Linked DNA regions of Ovis aries: region 2 is linked to region 1. Evidence: chromatin contacts called from public Hi-C data. All regions are on one chromosome and are shown on one strand. The core of a region is the stretch at or near the end of the contact, and the rest is flanking DNA. Distances in the headings are between cores, read along the strand shown.

Evidence for each region. Hi-C and Micro-C count contacts between places; a contact is called where the count stands out from the background.
Region 2: a contact with region 1 is called in a Hi-C map of liver, with 4 times the contacts expected there. The contact joins the promoter of CBR4 here to the promoter of SH3RF1 in region 1. A contact is called at or near these places in 2 of 16 Hi-C or Micro-C datasets (liver and tail adipose tissue).

The regions. Positions count from the first base shown.
Region 1 is chr2:111,736,815-111,740,603 of ARS-UI_Ramb_v3.0, reverse strand. SH3RF1 (SH3 domain containing ring finger 1) reads right to left here and starts at 1,985. Exons shown (of 11, transcript XM_042243566.1): 1 at 1,913-1,985; 2 at 21-508. The coding sequence starts at 413.
Region 2 is chr2:111,951,535-111,955,323 of ARS-UI_Ramb_v3.0, reverse strand. It overlaps CBR4 (carbonyl reductase 4), which reads right to left and starts at 2,147. Exons shown (of 5, transcript XM_015093286.4): 1 at 1,830-2,147. The coding sequence starts at 1,971. TRNAC-ACA (transfer RNA cysteine (anticodon ACA)) reads right to left here and starts at 213; the gene lies at 141-213.

The DNA.
Region 1 (3,789 bases), core at 736-3,235:
TGCCTCCGCGGGCTACTCACCCTCACCGGGGGGCTCCAGGCTTGCGCCCGCGGCTGGGGTCCACCCTGCGAGCTTGGGCCATCTTTAGGGCTGCAGGTGACCACAGCACTACTCTGAGCCCTCAAGGCGCTGGTGCAGTTGGTGCCACTGCCCCCCACGGGGCCGGGCTTCCACGGCCGCTGCTTGATGCCGTCCAGAAGTCTGACCAGCAGGATGTTGCTCGGAAGCTGCTCCACACCAGAGCCAACCAGAGTCCGGCACTCGGGACATCTGAGTTCATTCCGGGAACCGACGATGCCCAGCAAACAGCGTTTACAGAACGTGTGCTGGCAAGGTAAGACCTTGGCAGAGGCATCCAGCCGCTCCAGGCACACAGGGCACTCCAGCAGATCCAGCAGGGCCGACTCATCCATCTTCCTCTAGTTCACCAAAGGAAATGCAGCAGTGACACGCATACTTGTGTGCAGCTCTCAAAGTGGCTCATGTAACATCCATGTCAGACGCTGCTCTGGGGCCCCCGGGGAAGAGGAGGGAAAGACAGAGAAGGAGGACCATCACTGGCGGGTAAAGGTACAAAGAAGAGCCAGGAGCCCAACAGCACACAGAAGTGCTTCCTGAGAGAATGGAGCTTCGCTTTGGAATACATGGTGCCTGAACTCCAGAGTCAACAACTGAAAACAAAATAGGCTTTTTAAGCAGTTCACAATCAATCCGGGAAGACATCTAGTTCACTGCGCAGGAACAGCTATCAAGTACCACAGGGGACTCTTGCCATAAACAGGATTTATGAAATGCAACAGAAACATAATTTCTCTGGCTCTCAAAGTGAAACCTGAGGCCTTAACTAAGTCCTCAACTTATCTGAGAAGGTGAAAGTAGCAAATGAACTGTTTCCTCCACCTGAGATTCCTTTTAAATCCAACCAAGTTCCCCACCATTCAAGCCACTTTGGTGGTAAATGACCCCAGTATTAAAGACATATGTTTCCTCGCTGGTCTTAAAAATAGAATTGTTTAATCTTACCCAAGGAAAACGAGATGAAGGTTGACAATTCTAAAGGACACACTGAAGATGGGCCCGAAAGCAGCTTAAATATAAACGTACCACCCTTCAGGGCCACGGCTGACAAACTCGGAAGCGATTTCTGAAAGGCCTGTGCTAATCCCATTCAGAAAATCTGGCAAAATTATCACCCAAAGAATTTGAGAATGGAATGCTGGACTGGGAATCGCCAGCAGAATATGAAAATGGGGCCATTCAGGAAAAAGCATTCAGACCAGAGCCTGCACCGCTCTCCTCGACGAGAGCCAGGTGGCGGTGTGGACGCGGGCAGGGGCCTGGCCGTCGCTCTGCTCGCCACAGGTACTGCGGGCCCGCGTGGACGCCGGGCCAGGTGCCCGCGCCGCCAATGAAGACGTTCCCGCGGCCAGAGGCAGAGGGCCGCCCTTGCAGACGCTGGGGCCAGGTGCCCAGGGCGGCCCTCGCCGACGCCGCAGGGCCAGGTGCTAGAGCCGCCCGCGTAGACGCGCCCTGGGGCTGCTGCTAGGGCCGCCGGCGTAGACATCCCGGGGCCAGGTGCCGGGAGCCGCCCGTGTAGACGCGCCCCGGGGCTGCTGCAGGGGGCCGCCCGCTTAGACCTCGCGCCCTGGCCAGCGCCGGGAAGGCAGGGCCGGGCCGGGTGGGTCCACCCGCCGCCTGGCCGCCGCCCCGGGCCTGGCCGGACAGGAGCCCCGCGCCCTCGGGAAGTTTCGGGGCTCAGGGGCGCCCGCAGAGCCGCGTCGCCAGGTCCGCCCGCCGGGCGTTCGGGCGCCCGCCGCCGCAGTGCCTGGGGCCGGACGGCCGACCCTCTCCGACCCGGCCCGGGGGGCGCGGGGCTCGGGGCCGGGGGCTCGGGGCGGGGGGGGGGTCCTACCTCAGCGCGGCGCCCTCTTTGTCCGCACGCCCCGCGCTCTCCCGCTCGCCAGCCTCGGACGCCGGGCAGCTTTGGACTCCGCTCGTCGCCCGCGCGCTCCCGCCGCCGCCGCCTGCCGGGCCTGGGGAGGGGGAGGGGAGGGGAGGGGAGGGGGCAGGGCTGGGCGGGAGGGGGAGGAGCGCGGGAGATGGGGGGCGGGGCCAGGAAGGAGGAGGGGGAGAGGAGGGGCGGGGCCGGGAAGGAGGAGGCGGGTATGCGGGGCCGGGCGGGAAGGGGAGGAGCGCGGGAAAGGGGGCGGAGCCGGGAAGGAGGAGTGGGAGGGGAGAGGGAGGAGGGGAGAGGCGGGAGGAGGGGAGAGGCGGGGAGGGGCGGGAAAGGAGGAGGGAGAGGGCGGAGGCGCAGGGAAGGAGGGAGGGGGAGCAGGGAGCGCCGCCCGCCCTCCTCCGGCGTGTGGGCCCTGCGGGGGCCGGGGTCGCGGCGGATCCCGGGAGGGGACGGGGAGAGGACCCGAGCGGCCGCCGCAGAGGCTGGGAGGGAGGGCTAGGGGGGACGCGCTGGCCGCAGAGGAGGCGCGGGCGCCGCCGGGTACCTGGACACAGACCCTGCCGCGAGCCTTGGGACCGGGCCAGGACCCGGAAAGTGGGGCGGGCGAGAAGCCCGGCCCAGCCCCGGACTCGGGGTCAGCCTGGCCGGAACCAGCGCCGTGGCCTCTGCCTGCCCTCGCTCCCCCCACCCCCCGCACACACCTGTAACGCCAGACACACACCTGTTAACCGAAAGATCCTTTGGGAAAACGTCGTGCACAGGTGTGGGGGGTTGTTTCTCATACTCAGAGGGAAGACAAGTTAAAATTTTGTGATTGATCTCAAAATTGTCATTTTATTTGCATTTACCGTCCGCTCAACAAACATTTTTCTCAACTACCCTTCCTCAGAGGTGTGCAGAAAATAAGGAGAAGCGGGGACACGTACTCCTTTGCGGGAAACCGCTGCCTTCTCTTCACCCAGCCCAGCCCTTTGAAGGGAGTGGATGTTCCTCTAAGGTCCGGCTGGGGCCACGGCAAAACCACTGCAGACAAATGAGAACCACCCGAGTTAGGACACGCTGTGACCCTGCAGTCACCGCTCCCTCGCTGGCTGCAGCCTCCTGCTCGACGTTTGAGACGTGGTCAAGTCCTCACTGCAGCCGTCCATCTTCCCTCCGTGTGTGTGTTAGTCGCTCAATCGTGCCTGACTCTGCGATCCCAGGGACTGTGTCCATAGGATTTTCCAGGCAAGAATACTGGAGTGGGTAGCCATGGATGGAACCCAGGGATGCAACCCACTTCTCCTACATTGCAGGCAGATTTTTTACCATCTGAGCCACCAGGGAAGCCCCTTCTCTAATTAGCTTCGCGCTAATGGTTGAATATGCGGACAGTCTACTTCGTGAATGCCAGGAAGGACAGCCCACTTGCCCTCCATTAGAAGGGAATGAATACGTATACAGAAGATGGATAAACAAAGTCCTGCTGTACAGCACAGAGAACTGTATTCGGTATTCTGCGATAAACCACAATGGAAAAGAGGATTTAAAAAAGGATGTATGTGTATGTATAATGGAATCACTTTGCTGTACAGCAGGAATTAACACACCATTGTAAATCACCCATAGTTAAGTTTTAAACTATTGATTAAAACAAGAAGTGAGCAATGGTACAAAGGAGATGGAAGATGCACAGAGAGGCAAAATCAAGCAGCAGAATGAGGGGGCTATGGAAATGATTTGGTTTTGAGCATTGCTGATTTCAAAGCAAAGTAACTTATTTCAAGTTTTCCATAACACACTGAATTGTAAAATGTAGACACTATTTGACAATGTTTCATTTTTAGCTGCTA
Region 2 (3,789 bases), core at 898-3,397, 210 kb before region 1:
CTAGTGTCAGTGAAGTGAAGTCGCTCAGTCATGTCCAACTCTTTGCGATCCCATAGACTATAGCCTACCAGGCTCCTCCATCCATGGGATTTTCCAGGCAATAGTACTGGAAGGGGGTGCCATTTCCTTCTCCAGGGGATCTTCCTGACCCAGGGATCGAACCTGGGTCTCCTGCATTGTAGACAGACGCTTTACCATCTGAGCCACCAGGGAAGTCCTATGAGCTAGTGTAGTAGTGTCAATTATTCAGTCATGTCCCACTCAGGAGGGTCTGACTCTTTGCAACCTTTTGGACTGTAGCCCCCCAGGCTCCTCTGTCCATGGAATTCTCCAGGTAAAAATACCGGAGTAGGTAGCCATTTCCCTTCTCCAGGTGATCTTCCCAACCCAGGGATCCAAACTGAGTCTTCCTGCATTGCAGAGGGATTCTTCACCTTCTGAGCCACCAGGGAGGCCTTAGATCTGTTCTATCCAGAACTCGAGATAAAGGACGATTGAGTCCCAGATTCCTGATCTCATGAGTTCAGTCTAAGAAACTGGATGGAGGAAGGCGGGGAACAAGCAGAAGCAAAGTAATGCAACAGAATGTAAACTGTAAAACACTTTTTTAAGGGGGAGCACCTTTCCCATGTTCATAACACTTTGTATGAGTCACCTACAAATATTTACAGTTTTGACACTGACCCTATGCCATTTAACTCAGCAGTCCTCAGTTTTATATTCCTGTTTTGTAAACTTGAGACAGTCCCAGTGGCTTAGCAGTAAAAAATCTGCCTGCAATACAGGAGGCACAAGAGACACGAGTTCAATCCCAGGGTTGGGAAGATCCCCTGGAGAAGGAAATGGCATCCCACTCCAGTATTCTTGCCTGGAAAATTCCATGGACAGAGGAGCCTGGTGCAGCTACTGTCCATGGGGTTGCAAAGAGTGGGACACGACTGAACACGCTTGCATATATACGCTTAATGTTTAATTCAGTTACATTCTTGTCGAACTGGTTTCCTGGCTTTGAAATAAACTCTAGGGTTTTTCTGTTTAACTACAGCACAATCTTACATGGCCATTATTATAGCGTGACTATTAGAAGAGATGAAACAAAGCAGGAAGCTGTTTTTTAAAGTGCTGAAAGCACAAATCATGAAAAAAAATTTTACTAAAAACTGTTACGTTTTTTTAAAAGTCCACTTTCTGGAATGTTTAAATACAAAAAAAAAAAAAAAGAAAGAAAATTAAGCTTCAAAGAAAGCACTCTTTATTCAACATTATACCACTTAACACTGCCATTAAAAAAAAAAAGTAAACAATTATTTTCTGGCTAACCTTGCGTGGTACATTAACACTAAAATTACCTTCTTAAACCTCTGGAGACCTATGTGAAGAAAGTTGCCCCGACAGTGAACGAGGTGCCTCTGAGCCCAGCCCTCCTAACTAGCTGCGAGCTCGATCCTTCACAGCACCCCGTCTCACTACCAGCCAGAGACTAAATTCGCAAAGCAACTGCGAATCCATTCCTAATAGACAGGGGGGGATGAAATTTTAGCGGAATTTGGCGGAACGATCTCACTGTCCCTTGGTGAAGGTCATCACGGCATAACAGTGCTTCAACGCTGTGGCCGCCGGGAAGCGAGCCCACGCACACCACGTACTAGCGCAGCCCCAGCGGCCCGAGGCGGCACTGCCTGCGCATGCGCACACGCGCGGGCCTCCGCGTGAGACCCGGGCACGTCTGCGCCACCCCTCGCCCAGCATGGCGGGGAGGGCGCCCAAGACGGCTTCTCGTACCCACACTGGCCGCGCGAAGAGGGGGTGCGACCCCGGTCGGTACCCACCGCCCAGGTCCCCGGCCGCGGCTCTGGCCCCCTCCAGATTCCGGGCGACGATGGCCAATCGATAGCCTCTCTGGGCCATCAAGCGGGCCACCGCCCTGCCGATGCCCCGGGAGCCTCCGAACACGGCGCACACCTTGTCCATCTGGGACGCGGAGCCGCAGGCCCGGGGGAAGAGGCTACAAAAGACGACCCTTCCCAACGGCCTCGCAGATTCACACAGCGCAGCGCGCTCAAACTGAGTCGCGAGCCCACGGCTCTCGCCGCCGTATTGGAACTGGTGCAGGCCCAGAAACCCAGAGCGCCACGACCGCTAGTCACGTTGGCGCGTCGACGTCACCGCGCACGTGCTCCGGGCGGCGCGCCCCCGGCGAATGCCAACGTGGGCCGGCGGGACAGTACACGAGCCGCACTGCACGCTGGGACTTGTAGTCTTGGTGCAGGCGGAAGGGCGTGGGGCGGTGCTGGGAGAGAAGGGCTCCAGGCTCGGGGAAGGGGGTGCTGCCCTGTAGAAAGTGGTCTTTGGGCATCGGGGTTGCTAACACACTGGATTCTGGATGTTATGGGTTAAATCAAGGTCGTGCCGGACAGGGATTCGGGCATGAGGACCCAGATATGTGCTCTAGGTTGTGTTTGGCTGAGACCCAAAGGAGTGGCGCGTGGGTCAGACTCCCAGCAGACCTCAGTTCTCCTGTTGTGGAATTTGATTCCTGTGCCTGCCTGCATATCTTGCATTGCACGCAGATTCTTTACCATCTGAGCCACCAGGGAAGCCCGTCAAACCAAAATTTTGGAGTTTGGAGCAGAATGTTTTATTGCAAGGCTGTAATAGGGAACAACAAATCTGACCCCATATTGGGTCGATTGTTTTACTATAACCTTTGTAGTCTATGGTTTCTGCTTTGGGTTAAGAATGTTGCCTATAGCCTAAAGTATACAGGCGAACCCATAATCAAGTCTCTGCCCTTTAAAAATTAACATTTTTCCAACCAAAAGTTTTAAAACAGAGAATAACGTTTGTCTTGTAGGTTTATAGGGTCTTTGTGACCTGACCTACTTGGACATCTGTGAGAACATGAAATTCTTGTGCCAGGTCTGCAAAACCAGCCATCCCTTTAAAAATGGTTTGCTGAAACCCTTCAGCGAGTTTGGGGGTTCCTTGGATGCAAGGCACCAGTCTCCTTGCATGGCCCTTCAATAAACCTTTCTCTGCTCCAGACTGTCGACTGTGGGTATCATTGGCCCCACTGTGCATCTAGCACAGGAACCCGCATTTGGTAACAGTTTTGGTGAACGTGTTTGTATGGGCAAAATTTCCTAGGAGGTTTGCGTAGTGTGTGGAGCTTCCCCGGTGGCTCAGTAAAGATTCCACCTGCCAGTGCAGGCGCCAGAGGATACACAGGTTCACCCTGGGTCAGGAAGATCCCCTGGAGAAGGAAATGGCTACCCATTCCAGTATCCTTGCCTGGAGAATCCCATGGACAGAGGAGCCTGGCGGGCTACAGTCCATAGGTCATAAAGAGTCAGACATGACTGAATGATGAATAACACAGGCTGCAAACTTCCTAACCCTCTTCTGACTCGGTGGTGGTGAGGTAACGGAGTGGTGCGCTAGGTAGCTCCATCATCAGCCTCTGGTTCCAAACACTCTGGGGTCCCCATGCTTGCGCTCAGCCGGAAGTCACCATCAAACTGGGTGGGGCCTTAGTTCCTGCAGAACAACTCAGAGACGTGTATCATGTTGTTATGAAGGTCTAGGATGCTGAAGGCCTCTTTCCTACCAACAAGAAATCGTTGACCCAGAGAAGCTTTTATACCTGGGAGGGCCCCACGGGGTCCTGCTCAGTTTCAACTCCCAGTTGTCCCTTAATTCTTCTTCCTCTTGAGGGGAACAGGTGTTGGACAAGAAAAGGACTAACATTTTGGAGAGAGGTCCATCAAAAACTGGACACATGAACTCAGT